Linked DNA regions of Zea mays: regions 2, 3 and 4 are each linked to region 1. A link is a contact called in public Hi-C data. All regions are on one chromosome and are shown on one strand. Each heading gives the region's core, a stretch centred on a gene start, on an enhancer-like site or on the middle of the called end of the contact. The rest is flanking DNA. Distances are from core to core; before and after follow the strand shown. Region 1 holds the start of LOC100282042. Region 2 holds the start of LOC100383458. Region 3 holds the start of LOC100280726. Region 4 holds the start of LOC100191520 (putative mitochondrial-processing peptidase subunit beta mitochondrial).

Region 1 (4,797 bases), core at 723-3,222:
TAGAGTGCTTACCAATCGCTCCAGCGATAAAATGTGACCAGTGTCCACTTAGATTAGGATTAGCAATCTCCAACCATGCTTTGGTTGATTCAATAATACCGAAATATGTAGCGCCAGTCGCAAGAGATCCAGTAACACCTGGGCTGATTCCTCTGTAAAAACCTGAAAACAGGTCAACCGCAATAGTTATCAAGATCACTATTGATGCCTATTAGTGTAGAACTGTGTATTTTTTGGCAGTTACTGAGCTCATGTGCTTTGAAACTTTTTAGTTTGTTTTAAATTAAAAGAAGACAGCATGAGCTCTCAACTTTCCCTTTTTAATTTTCATTCCCTAACCTCTTAGACCATCAGAAGCCCAAACTGTCCTGACCATCTGGAATATATTCTTCTGAGCCTTGTAGGAATAGATGAAGAAAAGTTCAACAACCATGTATCAAAATCGTGCATTACGATTGTAAGTGTTAAACTTTATGTGAACAAGCAAAGTTGAAACAATCTCACACCTTAGCCCCTGTCATTATAGCTTGACTCTGAAGCCTTGTTTTCAGAGTGTCAACTGGATGCATCATGCCTTCCCCAAATGCACCTGCCATTCCTCCCCAGACAAATTCTCTCCACACTGCACCATAAGTTAGGTCTCAGTATAATTTCAGTGCACATTCTGGAAAGTGTGCTATACTTCCTGGTAACTGATACAAATGCAGGTCCCTATTTATGGTCTACCTTGTTGATAATCTGGTAAAATTAATAATGGAAAATATAGACAAATTTACCCTCGCCGTTTAAGAATGAAATAAATAACTAATCTAAAAAAATATATCTGCAATGTACTTGTTGAAGAGCATTTTACTGAATAACCACCCAATGGAAAACAAAACATAATAAATATGCACAAGTAGTCTCTTTTGCGTCAAGAAAATCCCAGATTTAGTTCGATCAACATTTAAACTCACGAGGCCAAAGTACTAAGCTCCAGTATGCTTCAACCTCTCACCATGAGAACACTCAATTTCCCACTGTACCTTGCCATCAACCAACCATGCGTTTGGTTGCAATGACAGGACGGGATGGGATGGGACGATCCCTTAAATTAGGTTGTTTGGTTCTGGGTCAAGGGTTGGGACATGACTATCCAGTGTTGTCCCCTGTTGTCCCTCAAAATTAGAGGGACGAGAGATGACGTAAGGGGACGACCCTGTCCTAGCTGTCCCGCAACCAAACGCACCCCAAATTAGCAAAGTTGAGTATTAGCTCAATCTGACCACCAATCCAAGGGTTGGAAGAGAAAATCTTAAGCGGACAGGATTGGAAGAAAAAAGAATAAGCAGGGAAAGTAAGAGATTTGGCGCATGCTTTGAACATGCAAGTGAAAGTTACAGAGAACTAATTTAGCTAATAAAATGCTTTGAACAGCTCCCGCCATGCAGACTACTTTAGCGAAGATGAAAAATGACCGCACTTTCACCCTTACTTTTGAGAATAAATGGGCAATCCATCGTCAAAACAATAAGCTACCATTAAATAACAGAGCGTGCTAAATTATATGATACATCAATTGTCATAACAGAATCATAAGTTGGCTGTGTGCAGTCGCAGAAACAAGTCATTTTTCTAACCAAAAAGAAAGTAGGCAAGGACAAGTGGTTACCCATTTCCCAACAAGTATAATCAGCTAATCACAATTTAACATCAACCAGATCGAGATCCTAAGTCTCAACCTCACATTTTATCAACCATCCGTTCCCACTCTGTCTGAGGCGGAGGGGGAAAAGGCGGGCACTTACTGAAATAGTTGGGGAGGTGGGGAGACGGCGCTGAGGGGGACAGGCTCTGGCCGCTAACTCCGGGGGCGGCATGGGGAGAAGACGGAGACGCCGCCATGGTCGCCGACGCGTGAGATTCTCGATGAGGTCTAGTATAAAGCAGGTCGAAAGGTTTAGGGTTTAGAACGGCGCGCCATGGACACGGCTTTGGTCACGTTTCTGCCACGAGAAGGCAGGAGTGCACTACCTATATAATATCAAACTACGTGAGTGACCGTGTGTTACAACGGAAACATATAATATCACGATAAATTATGTATAAATATGTGTTATATTGTTATTTTAATCTAACTATTTCACCAGCACATTGCAACCATTAGTTCTATATATAATAGTAGAGTGTCATGCATTGCGATAGAATATAAATCATTTAATGAAATATTAATTCATAACGATTACATGAAAATGAACTATATATATATATATTGTCATCAACCTCGCTAAAATCTTTACCAACAACTAATACTGAACCGATTTTGATGGTGATTTGTGTCATATTTATCACACTTTTGATTGTTTAGGGTTTATGGTTTTAGGGTTTAGGACAAATGTGTGTTATATTGTTATTTTAATCTAACTATTTCACCAGCACATTGCAACCATTAGTTCTATATATGATAGTAGAGTGTCATGCATTGCGATAGAATATAAATCATTCAATGAAATATTATTTGTTCTAGTTAGTTGCTCGTGCGTTGCGACGGTACACGAACACCGCTGATAAAAGCATTAGTAGTAATTAATTTTGGATCACTTCATGAGATGTGCTCTCCCGACAGGAGGAAAAGGAGGAAAGACTCATTCATTTTTTATTCATCAATTAGAACAAAGTAGAATAAGCAACTAAACACCGTACATGTTCATATATCAAACCCATATATTGTCTAATAGCTACACATGTGGTCAACAAAATATTATTAATCAATTAAGAGATTTCCTATGGATGTGCGATGTGTCAATACTAATACGCCATTTTTTCCTCAAAAACAATGATATAGGGAGATGCTATTTTGTAAACATTAGTAAAGATTTGTAAATAGTTTATATTGGCTAATTATTGATAATAGTTATCTTTGGATATTCTGCATCGTGCCTCTGACATAGTAGTCGACGGCCTGCTGCAAGGGCCTTGTACTCCATGACAGTGGCCATGTCCCACTTGAGTGTGCCTAACACGGCGCACGCTCCACATGTGTATGTGCCGAACCTGATCAGCGGTGAATCCCCAATGCGCCCGAGCATCTTGCTCATCAACCTGTGGACATGGCTGCCGCACACCCCAACGTCTCCTATGCGTACACACTGATGGGCAACCCGTTCATCACCATGCCCGCCTTGTGTACGTTCTCGTTGTCCACGCTGTTCGCGCTCGCGTTGCATTTGTCCATCCCCATCGGTGGGATGAGGTAATCGAACTACGCGAGCGCGAAAAGTAGGAAAAGCCATCTTTTCTTCTTTAAGATCTTCGTCTTCCACACTATAATATAATAATCAAGGATAAGAGTTGTAATTCATGAGTCACTTCTATACTATACTAATCCCTGCTCGTCCCTAGATTCGGAACAACCAAGGCAAGTATAATGAATAGAATATAACCGGGAGTTCCTCATGAATTAGTCGTTTCTCGCTTGAAAAGAATAGAAAAGAGAATATAAATCCAGCATCTGATTCTGCTACAAAGCATATCCATCCTCCTACCATACCAAGCCATAGTTCCTTCGTTGCGGAATCGAAGGATAAGAGTTGTAACGTGACGAATATAAGAAGGCGGGATCCTACCCTCCACTCACTTCTCAAAGGACAAGACAGAACAACCATGGTTGATGAGCAAGATGAGGAGTAAGAAAATGATGGACAACCTCTTTCCTCGGCCGAACACCCTATTGATGCATTTAAGGGGAACATGTTATATGAATAATAAATGTAGAAAAGGGAAGAAAAAAGGAAAATCACAACTTGCTCCCGTATTCTTTTACTTGTATACCCTCCTTTTTCTTCCTAAATTCAGGGTTACGTTCTACGTTCACGCGCATGTGCAGTTAGGCTTCCACCGACAACCGTATTAGCATTTCTTTTCTCCCAGAGAAGTTCCCTCTCTCTGTTCCCGATGCGATCAGCTCAACTCTTCTTCCACTCCTCGGCGGCGCGGTCGGTGCCCGCGAGGTAGGCCTTCTTCCTCCTCTTGGCGCGCGCGCAGGCGCACACGATTGCGAAGCAGGCCGCGTACACGGCGTACACGCGCCAGTTGGCGTGGGGCGCGGCCCCTGCCGCGGCGCGGTGGAAGACAGCGGCGGCGAGGCCGACCACCATCTACCCAAGCCCGAGGGCCTTGGCGGCATCCCGTTTCGTCGTCCTCGGGGAGGTGGTGCCCGAGAAGACAGCGACGAGGTCCACCATCTGGAGCACGAGGTAGGCCATGAAGCCGAGTGACTGTGCGGCCTGCGTCCAGGCGAGGCGGCGGAGGAGGCCGCGTGGACGAGGCGCAGTGGCTCCAGCCCCGTGGCGGCCGCGGTGAGCGCCAGCGTCGCGAAGTAGATGGCGAGGTATGCCTGCGCCATCAGCAGCGCGCGGTGGAGGAGCGACAGGTACGGGCCCATGCGCCGCACCAGTGCGATGAGCATGAAGAGCGGCAGCAGCAGCAGCACCGCCACTGATGTCGCGGAAGCGGCCACCGCCGCCCACCGGCCACCGAGGATCGGACGCACGCCGTCGGCAATCTCGGCGTTCGACGCGGACAGGTACGCCATGGAGTGCTGCGAGAGTCATGCCAGGTCTGGCATCAGCGTCTCCTGCAGTCGACTGGGCAGGTCCCAAAACTCAGAGATAAGGTCGTCGGTGCCTTCCTCTGCCTGCTTGGTCAACACCACGTCCTCCTCAACCTCCACCTCCGCCGCCGACTCCTCCTTGCTGACGACGGTCGCATTGGCTTTTGCCTTGGCGTCGGCAAGCACTGGCGCCTTCTTGCCTGATT
Region 2 (4,797 bases), core at 824-3,323, 420 kb after region 1:
AGAAGAACTATCCAATTTTGATGTCAATGACAGGCCCTCTTGCTGAACAACTCTACCTTCTGAATCATTACCATCATCAGCAGAATGGAGACGCTTAGCAAATGGTGGCCTGCTCTGCTTTCCAGGTGAAGAACTGAAAGAAATTTAATACTTTTAGACTTCCAAAGGAAACAAGATATACATATCGGATGCCATAACTTATAACAAATCTAAAATACGGAAATACAATTACACAGATGAACTGATGCATCTATTTAAAATTCAAGGTAGGTACAAGGCAGAGGCACCATACCTTTGGGATGGACTGCTCTTGTTTGCCCCCACTGGACTACCACTTCTACCCTGAGGTGAGATGCTCCGGGTTCGTTTCTTTTGTATCCTCCCATGCCTTTTACTACTTTGACCTCCCTCAATTTCACTGCCACTTGTATCTTCTTTGGCCAGATGCCCAAGTACATCTGTGCCATGCTTCACTGGGTTGCTCTCAACCTTGAGATGATAATTTTCAGCCTTACCATTTTGCTCAGTGCCATGAGGGGTATTCACATTTCCTTTTGCATTAACATGTTTCTGATAATCAAACTCAGTATTACTATCACTTAAATGACCATGCAGGTTATCTTCAGGCAATGTCACAAGGGTATTAGCACTGCCAGGACCAGCATCAGCCTCATTTGCACTGTCATCGGAGCCATAACCTTGTATCAGTTGGAATGTGCTCCCACCGTCCTCAGTTGCATGCGCAGTTTTAGCATTGTCCTCAGTTGCATCCGCAGTTTTAGCATTGTCCTCAGTTGAAACATCACTGAACTTTGACACATTAACATTTCCAGTACATTCAACAGTCACAGGCAAAGAAGTTTCTGGGGTAAGGGGCTGCTTTGATGGAGAGTCCTCATCCCCTGGAAATTGCATTACAAAGTCAATGTTTAGAAACATGTCGAAGTGAAAAATAATCTAAAATGCCAAAGTCAGGTACAACATTCATGCACAGTGATGTTTTTCACCGTATGGACTATCAGATGACATTGCTGTGACACCAAATGCAGCAGTGTAAATAATGTGCAAGTTTCAAACAGAGTAATAGTATCACTGTACTGAGATAGGGGAGGGAAAGGGGAGTGCTAACCATCCATGTCCATATCTGAGTCATCAGAAACAATTAGCTGAGTAGCTGCTTCCAGAGTTTTGGCAAAACGACCACCTTCAGATGCACCTTCTTTTGCTTCTGCCTCTGCGCCGCATGACTGTGCAACAACAAGTGTGTGAGGAGGAGAATATGATGCTGCTGCTGCTGCTTCTGGTGGTGGTGGTGGTGGTGGTGGTGGTGGAGAAGGAGGAGGAGGAGGAGGCAGAGATGGAGGCAGCACATTATCATGAACAAAGCCAGGCGGCCGAGGTGGAGGTGGAGGGAGGGGCGGATACTGTGGAGGGGCCTGATGCATAGCTTGTTGCGGAGGCAGCGACCCTGGCATTGGCATCGACCCATAACCTCTCTGCTGTGGCGGAAGCATTGGCATCTGGTGCATCCGACCATGCTGCGCAAAGGGGTATGGCTGGTTCTGATGTGGCAGCACGCCATGCTGGTACGGCCCAGCCGGAGGCCGCACTCCAGGGTGCTGTGGGTAAGGTGGCCGAGGCGGTGGCACAGGTTGCTGGGGGAAGGACCCAGTTACCCCAGCTTGCTGCTGGGGCGGAGGCGGGCCATGGCGATAGTGTGGATTGAAGCTCCCTCCCTGCCCGTACATCTCTAGCTCGACAATCAATCCCTCGCGCGAAACTTCCTGGAAAGTTGAAATTTTAATCAGACCTCGTCAACAGTAAGCGCCCGATTAAAACCAAAACAAAACTACGCGCGATAACGCGATTGGCATAATGAAATCACCTCAAAAACTCCAAACCCTAGATCAAACCTAAGCAGGGATCGAACCAATAGTAGTAGCATCGCCACTGACAGAGCAAAGAACGAGGAGGAGGAGAGCTCCGCGATTACCTGCTACGAGTACGGAAACGAGACCCGCTGCGTCCTGGGGGAGGCTCGGATTCGGGTCGGAGCGGAACCCCGGCTCCTCGCTATGGCCTGAGACCCTCTGGGGGGCCCGGCGCGGCGAGGGGAGGTCGAGCGACGACGGCGCTAGGTCGCTGGGGTAGGTTAGGATTGCGAGATTTTGGTTTCGCGGTGCGGCACGGGGCCACGAGGATGACCCGGCGCCGATGGAGTGAGCAATTAGCAAGGACGGGTCCGTGCGACGAAGGTCTTTGGGTTTACAACGGGAGGAGAGCGCAATGACGGCGATAGAATAGAAACCACATCTTGGGAGAATCTCGGCCGCAAATGGATCGGACGGAAGTTGGGAATGAATAAAGGCCGCAATGACGGCGATACAAATTATGAGGTTAAGCAGTTCCGAACACTCTATTAAAGTACTTTAAAAAATTTAGAGGTTTAAACTTTAGAAAAGAGAATCAAACCGATTCTGACATTCCTTACCGCAAAGACAGTTGTGCCTACACTACACTTGCATTTTTTACGAACCCTGGTTCTTCTATTCGAAGACTTCATCAATATTTCTTCTTGCGGGGACTTCAAAGTAGTATTTGCACAACAGCCAACTCTACTATTATCATTTTAATGCGGTCGTTATTTTAATTGTCCTGATGGGATACGTTGCCAAGTGCCCAAGCAAAGCTACTTGAACGGCTTCGCTTTCAGATTTTCAGCACAGTAAAAAATTTGCCCGGGAGCACAGTAAAATTGCAATGCATACGCCAAGAGCAAGCAAAGTTACTTCAATAGCATCATATTTGACAAGGTACAAAATTGCAGAGTTACAGGATTTTCTCATAACAAGGTACTACAAAATTGTCACGTCAACGTGTGCTTTGTTAGAAACATAAAAGGTCTCCAATGTGTAAACTCCTTGCAGCCCAAACAAATAAAAAAACTGTGCTCTTTGCACCGGCTTAGAAAGCACAATGGAGCTGCCCTTATGCACCAACATCGATGATTACAAAACTTTCTTTTCAGCAAAAGAACCAATGGCTTCATCACCAACAATAAGGTACAGAACAAATAGGGAAACTCCAGCAGAGAAATGACTAAACATAGATCATAGTATCACCGTCACCGAACTGTATGAGATAGATGCTTTCGTATAGGAAGTATTCAATGCAGGTATATTTGCCATCCTATCATAACAATTTTGCGTTACAAATGGAAGTGGTAGTATAGTAATAAAGAATTGCACAGTGATAATTAGGTCCCCTCCATGACTTCTAATATCTAAAACATGGGATTTTGTAGCTCCTAGTTCATGACTACATTCATCCATATGCTTCTTCCCAAGTACTAGTCAATACAAAAACGCTCAGGTGAGGCTGTCCTCTTTCCGAGTACTAGCCATATGCTTCTTTGTAGTTGTACTTTCTTTGTAAGGTTTATGAACTCTCTTGAACTCCCTGCATCTGCAGCAATTTCTGCTGCTCCTCGTCGTTCTCTTCCTTCGGCTCAACCTTGGGTGCCTTCGGTTTCGTGGTGGATTGCTGATAGAGCACACCACCTGACATGCATATCAAGAGCCCAATGGTACCCACAAAAGAGGCATGCTTGTCCCAGATAAGCAAATTAATCACAACAGTTAGGAGCTTGTTCACTATGCCAAGCACTGTGAACCCAGTAGCAGAAATAGCTCGTCTGCAGGAGAATCCGAAGAAGGATATTGATAGTCCAAACAGGCATGAGAGAGCAACAGGGAGGACCACATCAAATGAAAGCCAGTTTGACACTTTGGAGCTGTCGACCTTCATCTGATCAAATTCTCCCATTACTAGAAGCTCGAGTGGGAATAGCATCAAAGCCTCAAGGTTGTTGTATAGCACAAGGCCCCATGTGTTCAGCCCAATGGTCATTACAACATGCTTGATGTACACGAAATCAATGGACATGCTTGCTAGGTAGGCCACTGCCCAGGTGTAAGCAGTCACAGTGAATTGGTTGTCTGTGAAAACATAGATCACACTTCCACCAAGTATTGTGGAGAGTGAAAGCCATGTCTTGAGTGATGGCCATGGCTGATGGAGATACAACGTCTCTCCTATCGCGACAAATATAGGCACAGCAGAGCGGAACACAATGAAAGTATCCACGTTGGCGTGAAGCAGGAGTTCACTGTTTGTGAAGATGGAGATATAGAACATCACAGCAGCAGGTAAGAACTTCCACATTGTCCTCAAATTAAGGCCGTCATGCTCAATGAGCTTGAGCTGTCCGCATAGGAGAACTCCAGCAACACTAGTGAAATACTGCAGAGCTGTCAGGGCTCCAGGATATGGAAATTTCATGATTGCCCATTTGTTGATGATCGAGAGCAGCGACGCTGATAAACAATACCCAGCAGCCACACCATAGATTGAGGCTTGCTGCATAAGAGTGTTCAACATGTTACTCCAGGCTCCAGTTCTCTCGGTAGTACCTGAACCCTCAGGTGAAGTATCTTCCTTTGAGGTGTGTGAGAGATTAGACATCTGCAACATGCAAAATACAATTACTAAAGCTTAAAAAAAATTCATGAGTAGCTACTATAGAATATAGAACAAACTATGGCACATATGCATATTCAAGGAAAAACACACACAGAGACACTAAAATCAATGCAGCAGATAGTCAAGATTTTAAGGATAGTTTTCCATGTGCTAGAATTTAAAGAAAGTATGTGACCATCCTAGAGGAATTTGATGAAGGGCAAAAGAAAAAGGCACAAATACGTCTCTACAGTTCACTGTATCAGCAGTTCGTAT
Region 3 (4,797 bases), core at 1,046-3,545, 330 kb after region 1:
TTTGTGGTCGGCTTTTGGAGGATTAGGGTTGAAAAAGACCCGGCCCTTTGTGGGCTCCTCAACGGGGAGTAGGATACCTTTGTGGTGTGGCCGAACCTCGAATTAAATCTTGTGTCTTGTGTTCTTGCTTGTTTTGACTTGAGATATTTTTACTTGCAAGGTTGACATAAAGATTTTTCCGTAGAGCTTATCTAGAAGTAAAATAGCCTCTACATATTCATCTTTTCATCCTCACTTAGCTATATCTTACTTCTCTCAAGAACTTGCGAAATACTTTTTCGAGTAGATTTTAGTCTAAAGTTTATAAAACAGTTGGATTGGTTCAGAGTGGTTCAACTTGCGCACGTAGCTGTTGAACCGGCCTGCACCAGTCGAACTGTGTATCTAACAATCTTTCGAAGTTTGTTGTGAAAATTTTCAGATTAGCCTATTCACCCCCCCTCTAGGCTACTTTCACTATGGCACCGAGGTACGTGCTGCGCTGGTACAACCCAGACAACGTGGCGCTGATGTGGCACCGAGCTCGGCGCCAAGGTCTATGGCGCCGAGCTCGGATATATAACAGCAAAGCTTGTCTAGCTCAGTTGGTAGAGTGCAAGACTTTTAACCTTAAAGTTGTGGGTTTGAGCCTTTGTCACTGGTAATGTAAGATTAACACAGTCACTTGTTTATAATATAAATATTTTTAACATTTTAAATGGTGTACTTCAGTTTTTAGTATATTATTTAATGTTTAAAATCACTTGTAATTAGCGAGAGGACGGAATCACCTAATTGACACTGTACACAACTTTTGTTTCGTTTGAGAGGACGGAATCACCTAGAATGTAGTTGATGTATGCTTCAGAGTTCATCATGTGAAGGTCCAGCACTTAGCGCTCTAGAAAGTCTCCTGGTTGTAGATTAGCAGTAATTGTCTTACCTTGCCTGAATTCGCTGATTTACGCCCGCATTCGGTCATGGACTGTGACTGACAGACTGATGCGGTCTGTGATTTGCGCCAGCCTGAAGATGATGCATCTGTTAATTTCCAAGATCTTTTACAGATATATGTACTTGCTCCGACGTTATGAAAAAAAACTTCTTTTGGCCTGGGCAGGGCAGAGTCAGTACCAGTATTACGAATCACGATTCACGAATCATATCTAAAAGCGAAGCATGCAAAGACCAAGCCGCGTCCCGGTGCAGTGTTTTATTTTAAGCCAAACCTGACGCTGAAGCATGCAAAGACCAAGCCGCGTCCCGGTGCAGTGTTTTATTTTAAGCCAAACCTGACGCTTTGCCTGGCAAGTAGATCGGCGAATCGGATCTCTGTATCGGTAGCGTGCCGTGAACGATGGCATGCTGCCAGAAACGTTTAATTTCTCCAAAACTGAGAATAAGACTCTATTTAATTAACGGAGATGAAATATGAGCGGTAGTCTTCTAGTCTGACCAAAAGAAAAGTCTGCTTTTGCCCGCGTCAAGTTATGTTAACCAATGGATTTAATGACGAGATAGGTGGAGAGATTATTATGAGTCTAAAATACTAATCCCACCACAACCTACTATGCGTACTTCTACGTAGTTAGTAGAAAAATCAGTCACAAAAACCCAGCATTTGTTTTTGTCCAAATAAACAAAAAAATCTAGATGATAAATAAATCTGGATGGACAAAACACCGACATAAACGAAAAATCTGGCAACAAAAAAATAAATTAGTGACAGACAAAAAATATTAATTAAAAGCCCACCATGGGGCTCGAACCCACAACCACAAGTTTAAAAGCTTTACACTCTACCGACTAAGCTAGACAGCATTTGTGATTGCACAGCCAAGCTCGGCACCAAGATCTATGGCGCCGAGCTTGGTGCCACGTCGACGCTACGACGTTCGGGTTGCGCCAGCGCAGCACGTACCTCGGCGCCATAGCCTATGGCGCCGAGCTGTGTTACCTCGGCGCCATGAGTTATGGCGCCGAGCAAAGAGTTCAAAAATGACATTAAAATTTTCTAGGGTCCGAACGTGATTTTTCTTTCGAGAAAGGGTCAAAATGAAAAAAATTCGGTGGCTGCGTGCACCTCAGCCGGCGCCCGCCTCCTTCCCCGGCGCCAAAACTAATCAAATTTCTCCCCCCGCGTGTGCCAACCGGAGCCAAAACGAAACTAGCAGCGAACCCCGCGGCGGCAAGGCTAAAAAACGCGCAAAACCCCGAGCGCTGCTCGCCTCCCGCCATTTCCTTCCCAAATCTACCTTATAAGCGCGCGTAGCCTTGGCAGCTCGACGCATCTTCGCCGCCGCTCAACGTTCCCCCCACGCCCCAACCTATCCACGCGAAACCTTCTTTCCCCCGGGAGACGATTCGTCAGGGAGAGGAAAGAGGCAAGAGGGGCCATGGACGCTGCCAAGTTGGTGACGCCGGTCGCTGTGTCTCACATTCTGGCGCACCCGTCGGCGGGCTCCGACGGCGCAGTGACCGATCTCGTCGTTCAGGTCCTCGACCTGAAGTCCGTCGGCACGGGCAGCCGGTTCAGGTGAGTTCTCACCTCATTTCCCTCCCTGCGCTGGATCTAGTATCTTTGCTAGTTTTCGTTACGTAGGGCGGCGGATCTGTTCTGTTCTTAGCGCAGTTGATATGGTTCTTGTCGGCCGGTCTGACGAGCCTTCCTTTGTTTGTATGTGTTGATGCCTTGCAGTTTCACAGCAACTGACGGGAAGGATAAGATCAAGGCGATGCTTCCCACCAACTTCGGGTCGGAGGTCCGCTCTGGCAACCTGAAGAACCTCGGCCTCATCCGCATCATCGACTACACTTGCAACGTCGTCAAAGGCAAAGATGACAAGTAAGTGCCCTCCATCCTTCTTTCGTCGCCATGAGAAGACTAATGTTGGCAACTGTTCTCGTATTCATCGTTTCCCTCGGTTTCCTGGACCACTGTGCTTTGTTTACCAGAGTCTTGGTTGTCATCAAATGCGAGCTTGTGTGCCAAGCGCTTGACGCCGAGATCAACGGCGAGGCCAAAAAAGAGGAGCCTCCAATTGTGCTGAAGCCTAAGGACGAATGCGTGGGCGTGACTCCCCCACTCGCTATGAAGCCCAAGCAGGAGGTGAAGTCTGCGTCCCAGATCGTGAATGAGCAGCGTGGAAAGTAAGTACCTGCAATCTGTTCGATTTTCTGCCGGAGTCTGTTGAGGATTCAGATTTACAGTTCTTTGTTACCCTTTGCGTGCAGTACTGCTCCTGTCAAGCCCCTTTCCATGACAAAGAGGGTCCATCCTTTGATCACTCTGAACCCCTACCAGGGTAACTGGGTCATTAAGGTGCGGGTCACGAGCAAAGGCAACCTGAGAACCTACAGGAATGCTCGCGGAGAAGGCTGTGTCTTCAATGTAGAGCTCACCGATGAGGATGTAAGCGGTCTGATGGCATTGTTCTCAAGTTTAAGTGTGTATTTTCATGAGTTGTCGCGGGTTCACGAACTGATATTATTTTTTTTTTGATTTTGTGTATGCACAGGGCACCCAGATCCAAGCCACCATGTTTAATGACGCTGCAAAGAAGTTCTATCCGATTTTTGAGCTGGGAAAGGTCTATTATGTCTCAAAAGGATCTCTTAGAATTGCTAACAAGCAGTTCAAGACTGTCCAAAATGACTACGAGATGTCACTAAACGAGAATGCTATTGTTGAAGAAGCAGAGGGGGAGACTTGCATTCCGCAAGTGCAATACAACCTTGTCAAGATTGATCAGCTAGGATCGTATGTCGGTGGCAGGGAGCTTGTAGGTATGTCAGTGATCTGAATTGAACTGGTATTTTATTTTTCCACGTTTGATGTATTGTCTCACTGTTGTATGTGTTACGTGTTATACTTCAGATATTGTTGGTGTGGTTCAGAGCGTATCTCCCACACTCAGTGTTAGGAGAAAGATTGACAACGAGACAATACCGAAGCGTGACATTGTTGTGGCGGATGACTCGTAAGTAGCACTTGATCTTTTTTTACCTTGTTGATAGGTCGGAATACAAATTCTCTAATCACAAATATAAGTCTATCTGAGAAAGTCAAGTAGTCCTAATCGACTCATTTCATTTCTTGCAGTGGCAAAACTGTTAGCATCTCTCTTTGGAATGATCTTGCTACTACGACCGGCCAAGAGCTTTTGAACATGGCTGACAGTTCGCCTGTTGTTGCGATAAAGAGCCTAAAAGTGTCTGACTTCCAAGGTATGCAATCAAATCTCTGTTCAATCTTCACTGGAAACCAGTTGCTTACTGAGTGTCGTGATAACTGTGGCGCTGCAATTTTTCTTGCAGGCGTGTCTCTTTCTACTGTAGGCAAAAGTACTCTTGCGATTAATCCTGATCTACACGAGGCTCAGAATCTCAAATCATGGTACGATTTCTCTCGTGAATGATATGCGCTTGTCCTATGTTTTTAAGTATGCTTAGGCTTGTAGCACATGATTTGTCAAATAGGTATGACTCTGAAGGCAAAGATACTTCGCTGGCACCAATTGGTGCAGAAATGGGTGCCGCACGGGCCGGTGGCTTCAAGTCCACGTATTCTGATAGAGTTTTTCTGTCTCACATTACTAGTGATCCTGCCATGGGCCAGGAAAAGGTATAATCGTCAATATCCACTGAACGATGATATTATTTATATCTTGAATTGAAAAATTGTAAATTTGGAGAACCCCCAATTTGACCCTTTTATTTGTTGCATTGCAGCCTGTTTTCTTCAGTTTGTATGCCACCATAAGCCACATCAAGCCTGACCAGAACATGTGGTACCGTGCTTGCAAGACCTGCAACAAG
Region 4 (4,797 bases), core at 1,360-3,859, 260 kb before region 1:
AACACCTTGTGTAGCGCTTATATACAAGTTTATGTGAGCTGGGAGAATTTAATAGGAAGAGAAGGCAGAACACTAAAAACATACCTAGAGAATGTAGATAGTGTGTATCTAAGGTATGTTTATTTGTCTTACTTTTCGAGGAATTTTAACAAATAAATTAGCTGTGTACACATTTCTTTCATGACTACGGATACGGATGGCATATATAACTACACAATATGTATAGGATAAAATATTATTTCAGGCAATTTATGGATACTTCACCAAAGGTAGAAATACAACAGTAACCTTAGCAACAGCATAGACACCAAAAAGACCAGTGTCCTTGTAATTCATGTTGAATGACATTACACTCTCAGCAATGTCATTGATTGCTGCTTTCTGTACAAGCTCCGAACTGTAAACAGTAAAGCAGGGTAACATAGCAAAGATATGGTCAGTAACAGACTATGGAAAAATGAGGATCAGGCCTGTACACATGATAGCGAAAACAAAGAACAAAAAAAAAGAGTGAACTTACCCCATGTGCTTTCCTCCACCAGCACTCTTGTTCCATGAACCAAGCATTGATTGCATAACCATCAGTGCAACAGAATCAGGATCTACCCATGATGCTCCATTGAAAGCAACAGCAAATTGAGCAAGGGGCATGTCATCGTCAATGATTCGAACCTACCAAGAGAGCATACAATGGTGAAATAATGTGGGTTCATGAAAAATAGCACAACTAAGTATAGAGTGAAAAATTGCAGAACCCACCTCAGAACCCGTGAAAGAGGCTGGTTGCTTAGCGACCAACATGTTTGTTGTTGTAGGGTCAGTTGATAGCTTATTGAACAACTTCTTTGCCTGCTCAACAATGTCTTCATGTTTCACATTGCCTGCAGCTGTGATAACCTGAAACGTGTAAAAGTACTTCCATCATACTCCAATAACAGGAACATAAAATGGTGCAGAAGCAACACAGTTGAAATCATGTACCATTCTAGGAGCTGTATAATGAGTTGCAATGTAGTTCTCAAGGTCCTCTTTGGTGATTGACTTGACATTCTCTGCAGAACCCAAGATTGGTCTGCCAAGAGATGTATATTGGAATGCAGTTGCATGGAGATGATCAAATATAACTTCCTCAGACTGTCCCTCAACCTATGCAAGGAAGAAATAGACCGAAGAATTATGTGAAGAATTTCGTAGAACACATACATTTTACTGTACAGAACACCTTGGCTGGTTAAACAAATTGAGAATTACTAACAAGCAAAATTGTAAGGTTTGATGAATGTATTGAGCAAAGGATCCAAAACAAATTGCTTAAGAGACTCGGGTATACTGATAACACTCTGGCGTTAAGTGTCGATGTGTGCAACGGCTAGATGTCTTCAACTCTTTCATCTCCTTGTCACTTGAACAAATATTTTTTCACTCAGCTCTTTAACTTCTCAACGAGTTTAAGAGGAACAAACACCTAGCAGACTACTCACCTCACCTCCCTACTCTAAATTTTCCAGAAAATTCTCACATGTCAAAATGCATAGTCCTCATTATGATATAGCTTTAAGATTAGTAGAAATGTTAACAGCAAACCAGAAAGATCTTCATCACACGCCATAGAAGACATAGTGCATCTTATCTGAGGTAAATAAAACCATATTCATTAAGACGATAAAAACTTTCTCGGTGAAAAGTTCAACAGTTAACCATAGAGAGCAATGAGCATAGATAGAACAAATGCCTGATTAGTGATTATTACCCGAACTGGTTGACACAGCACAAAAAATGAGAATTTTGAATAAAAAGATATCTATAAGACTACAAAATCAGGGTGCATACCTCCCCCATCTCTCGTAGGATCACTTCGCGCTCACGTTCAATGCGGGCCTGGTCGAGATTAGAGTTCTGGAGGATGTCCGAGAGGACCTCCATCGCACGGGGCACGTCCTTGTCAAGCACCTTGGCGTAGTAGGTCGTCTGCTCCCGCGACGTGTACGCATTAAGGTGGCCACCCATGTCCTCGATCTCCAGCTCCAGCTGCGCGGCGCTGCGCTTCCCCGTGCCCTTGAACAGCATGTGCTCGACAAAATGCGCGACGCCGACCGCCTCCTCGTTCTCGTACCTGCTGCCCGCATCGATCCACACGCCGACCGTAGCCGTGCGCGCGGCGAGGGAAGACTCCGTGGCGATGCGCAGGCCGTTGGGCAGTGTGGTGACCCGGGTCTCTGGCGCCGCAAGGATGGCCATGTGGTCCGCGTGGGACGGCACGGGGCTGGCGTAGCGGAGGAAGCGCGGGTCTGGGTGCTCGAGCCGCCGGAGCCTGGCGTTGACGGCGTCGGCGATGCGGTCATACGGCATCACGGGAGCGCGCACCGCGGTCGCATCGGGGGCGAGCACACCTGGCGCCGCAGCGACGGCCGTGGAGGCCTCGCGCGCGTTCCCGGCCGCCGCGGCGGCCACGGCCGAGCGGCGGCGCACCGCGGTGGATAGGATGCGGCGGAACGCCATCACAGCGGATCTGATGCTGTGCTCACGCCGGCAGCGGCGGCGGAGACGGAGATCTGCCTGGAGTAGGGTTTGGGTTGCGATGGATTGGGAGATGGGAAGAAGAAATCGAGAGGGGCAGAGGGTGGAGAAGATGCCGGGCTGCCCAAGGGTCCCTTAGCTTAAGAGGGGGGAAGGGGCACGTGTCATAGAGAAAGGCTACGCCATTCTACTATTGTTTTGAGAGGCTTTGCCTTGTGTGGACATGAAATATACCGAACATGATATAGCCTCCGTTTGGTTATAGACTAAAATTTAGTTAGAAGACTAAAGTTAGTCTCTATCCTATTTATTATATAGACTAAAACTATTTAAAACATATTAAATGAATCATAATAGGACTAAAATACCACTTAACATTCTCACGTTATAGTGCAACTGAAATAAAGGGGCAAAAATTAGAATTTATATGATTTAATCTCTTTTAGTCACTACTTGAGGGACTAAATACTAAAACAATTTAGTCTCTATTTTAGTCATACGGTTTGGTAAATTAGAGAGTAAATATAACTAAAATGGATGAACTAATCTTTAGTCCCTCAAACTAAACGGGGGCTAAGGCCATGTTTGGTCTCTTTAGTCTAGGGACTAAACTTTAGAGACTAAAATTAGTAAGAATATACTAAATAACTTATAAGAAGACTAAAATGACCTTTAACATTCTCCTGCTATTAGTACAATTGTACTAAATGAGTGACAAATGTAGAATTAATATGATTTAGTCTCTTTTAGCTACCTCTTGAGGGACTATGGACTAAAGCAGTTTAATTCTACCGTTTAACAATTTAGAAATTAAATGAGACTAAAATGTTTTAGTCCCTCAAACCAAACGGGACCTAAGACTAATCGGGCTGGACGTTAAGCTAAGCATTATTGGTTGCTCTGAAAGTCAGGGTCGTGCCTGAGCAGGCTGGGCCCTGAACGATTCCATTGTGTGACCTGGAGTTTCCGTGAGTACATGCATTTTTTTATGAACACATTCCATTGACATCAACATAATAACATTCAACTTGACCAGTTTTATTGAAAAATACACTCACGACAAATTAGATTTATAAATTGCATTATAATTATAATATTAATATATGTTTTCATAATAGATTTATTTCGTAAGGTAGATGTAAATTTAGTCGAAGTTAGATGAGTCTGATATAAACGGTTCGTGTTGACCATGGGTTTTTCGCGCGAGGAACGAGTGCACATGTAATGAACATGTTGGAGTGCAGAAATTTAATTGTGCAAAGTTTCAGTTTGCTACACCTACACTTATGCCCATACACAACCAAGTCAGCAACAGCAACAGATTACTCGACTATTCATCTGAAGTCAATAATGTACCACCGAAATTCATCTTTGAATTTCTTGATCAGTTTCTTGGGCAGCAAAATTCCAACCTTGGTGGGATTGCATCTGAAGCACAGAGCCAACGATTTGCATATGCATGTACATAACAGAAATTAGAGGCCAGGCGATCCGAGCAAAGCTGAAAAACACGCCTGATAGCAATTTCTTCACATATGGAAGACGACGAATCAAGAATGACGAAGACAGGGATGGAAACATTTTTTGGATCATGTGTGTTGATGCTCTGTACTTCTCGATTGCCATAGTGGATGTTGGCACTGCTGTTGTGGATTCAGCTTTCCAAGCTCCATACATTGCTGTCGACAGTAACTGTCAGCCACCATTGACACATAACCAAGCATGGTGAGCATGCTTTGCACAAATAAATAAATACAGTGGCTCGGGAAACAAGTTTTGTGCACAAATATGCCAACTTAGTTATATTTTTGACAGTAAAAACTCACCAGGATATCTTTTCTGGCCTGAGGTGGAATTTCGGTTCCATGGGAACTGTAGCCGGTTTAGTCGACCTATAACGATAAAACGGATCAGAAATTAACAGTTAGTTGTGTAAATGATAATACATCTCTCAAGTATTGGGGTATTAAACCAACAGTACTGTGAAAGATTCAAAATCTAACATGGTCATCACCTTTTGGGGATGAAGGGGCGGTCAAAGTATGGCATGGGTTGAGCTTTAGGAACCAGCTCGGTCCTCCTCAGTTGCCTTATCCTTTCTTCTTCCTCTAATTCCTGTTGCCTCTCCCATTCTAGTCTTTGTTGCTCAGCGAACTTGTTCCTTTCCAAAACCTAATTACTCAAAAAGGACATGATTAAATATTTAGGTATATCAATTAACTCCAACGACATTACACCTCAGATAATAAAGTATGTAAAATGAGTTTTTAAGAGGCTCAC

What was found. A called contact is a pair of places that touch in the nucleus more often than the background predicts.
Region 2: a Hi-C map of ear shows a contact between it and region 1, with 3 times the contacts expected there. The contact joins the promoter of LOC100383458 here to the promoter of LOC100282042 in region 1. A contact is called at or near these places in 2 of 25 Hi-C or Micro-C datasets (ear and tassel).
Region 3: a contact with region 1 is called in a Hi-C map of ear, with 2.0 times the contacts expected there. The contact joins the promoter of LOC100280726 here to the promoter of LOC100282042 in region 1. A contact is called at or near these places in 2 of 25 Hi-C or Micro-C datasets (ear and tassel).
Region 4: a contact with region 1 is called in a Hi-C map of ear, with 1.8 times the contacts expected there. The contact joins the promoter of LOC100191520 here to the promoter of LOC100282042 in region 1. A contact is called at or near these places in 2 of 25 Hi-C or Micro-C datasets (ear and tassel).

Annotation. Positions count from the first base shown.
Region 1 is chr1:25,949,174-25,953,970 of Zm-B73-REFERENCE-NAM-5.0, forward strand. It overlaps LOC100282042, which reads right to left and starts at 1,973. Exons shown (of 9, transcript NM_001154955.2): 1 at 1,788-1,973; 2 at 507-622; 3 at 340-391; 4 at 13-162. The coding sequence starts at 1,884. It also overlaps the pseudogene LOC103644511.
Region 2 is chr1:26,371,664-26,376,460 of Zm-B73-REFERENCE-NAM-5.0, forward strand. LOC100383458 reads right to left here and starts at 2,074. Exons shown (of 7, transcript NM_001176106.1): 1 at 1,994-2,074; 2 at 1,130-1,784; 3 at 293-902; 4 at 1-133. The coding sequence starts at 1,748. It overlaps LOC100273068, which reads right to left. Exons shown (of 3, transcript NM_001147517.1): 3 at 3,158-4,524. The coding sequence starts at 4,524. The coding sequence ends at 3,439.
Region 3 is chr1:26,279,836-26,284,632 of Zm-B73-REFERENCE-NAM-5.0, forward strand. It overlaps LOC100280726, which reads left to right and starts at 2,296. Exons shown (of 12, transcript NM_001397571.1): 1 at 2,296-2,515; 2 at 2,678-2,824; 3 at 2,935-3,129; 4 at 3,214-3,391; 5 at 3,498-3,765; 6 at 3,857-3,959; 7 at 4,082-4,206; 8 at 4,297-4,375; 9 at 4,459-4,603; 10 at 4,711-4,797. The coding sequence starts at 2,376.
Region 4 is chr1:25,687,786-25,692,582 of Zm-B73-REFERENCE-NAM-5.0, forward strand. It overlaps LOC100191520 (putative mitochondrial-processing peptidase subunit beta mitochondrial), which reads right to left and starts at 2,610. Exons shown (of 9, transcript NM_001136951.1): 1 at 1,831-2,610; 2 at 982-1,146; 3 at 760-897; 4 at 521-672; 5 at 289-397. The coding sequence starts at 2,499. It overlaps LOC100279890 (TPX2 (targeting protein for Xklp2) protein family), which reads right to left. Exons shown (of 9, transcript NM_001152842.1): 7 at 4,532-4,689; 8 at 4,344-4,409; 9 at 3,770-4,209. The coding sequence ends at 4,107.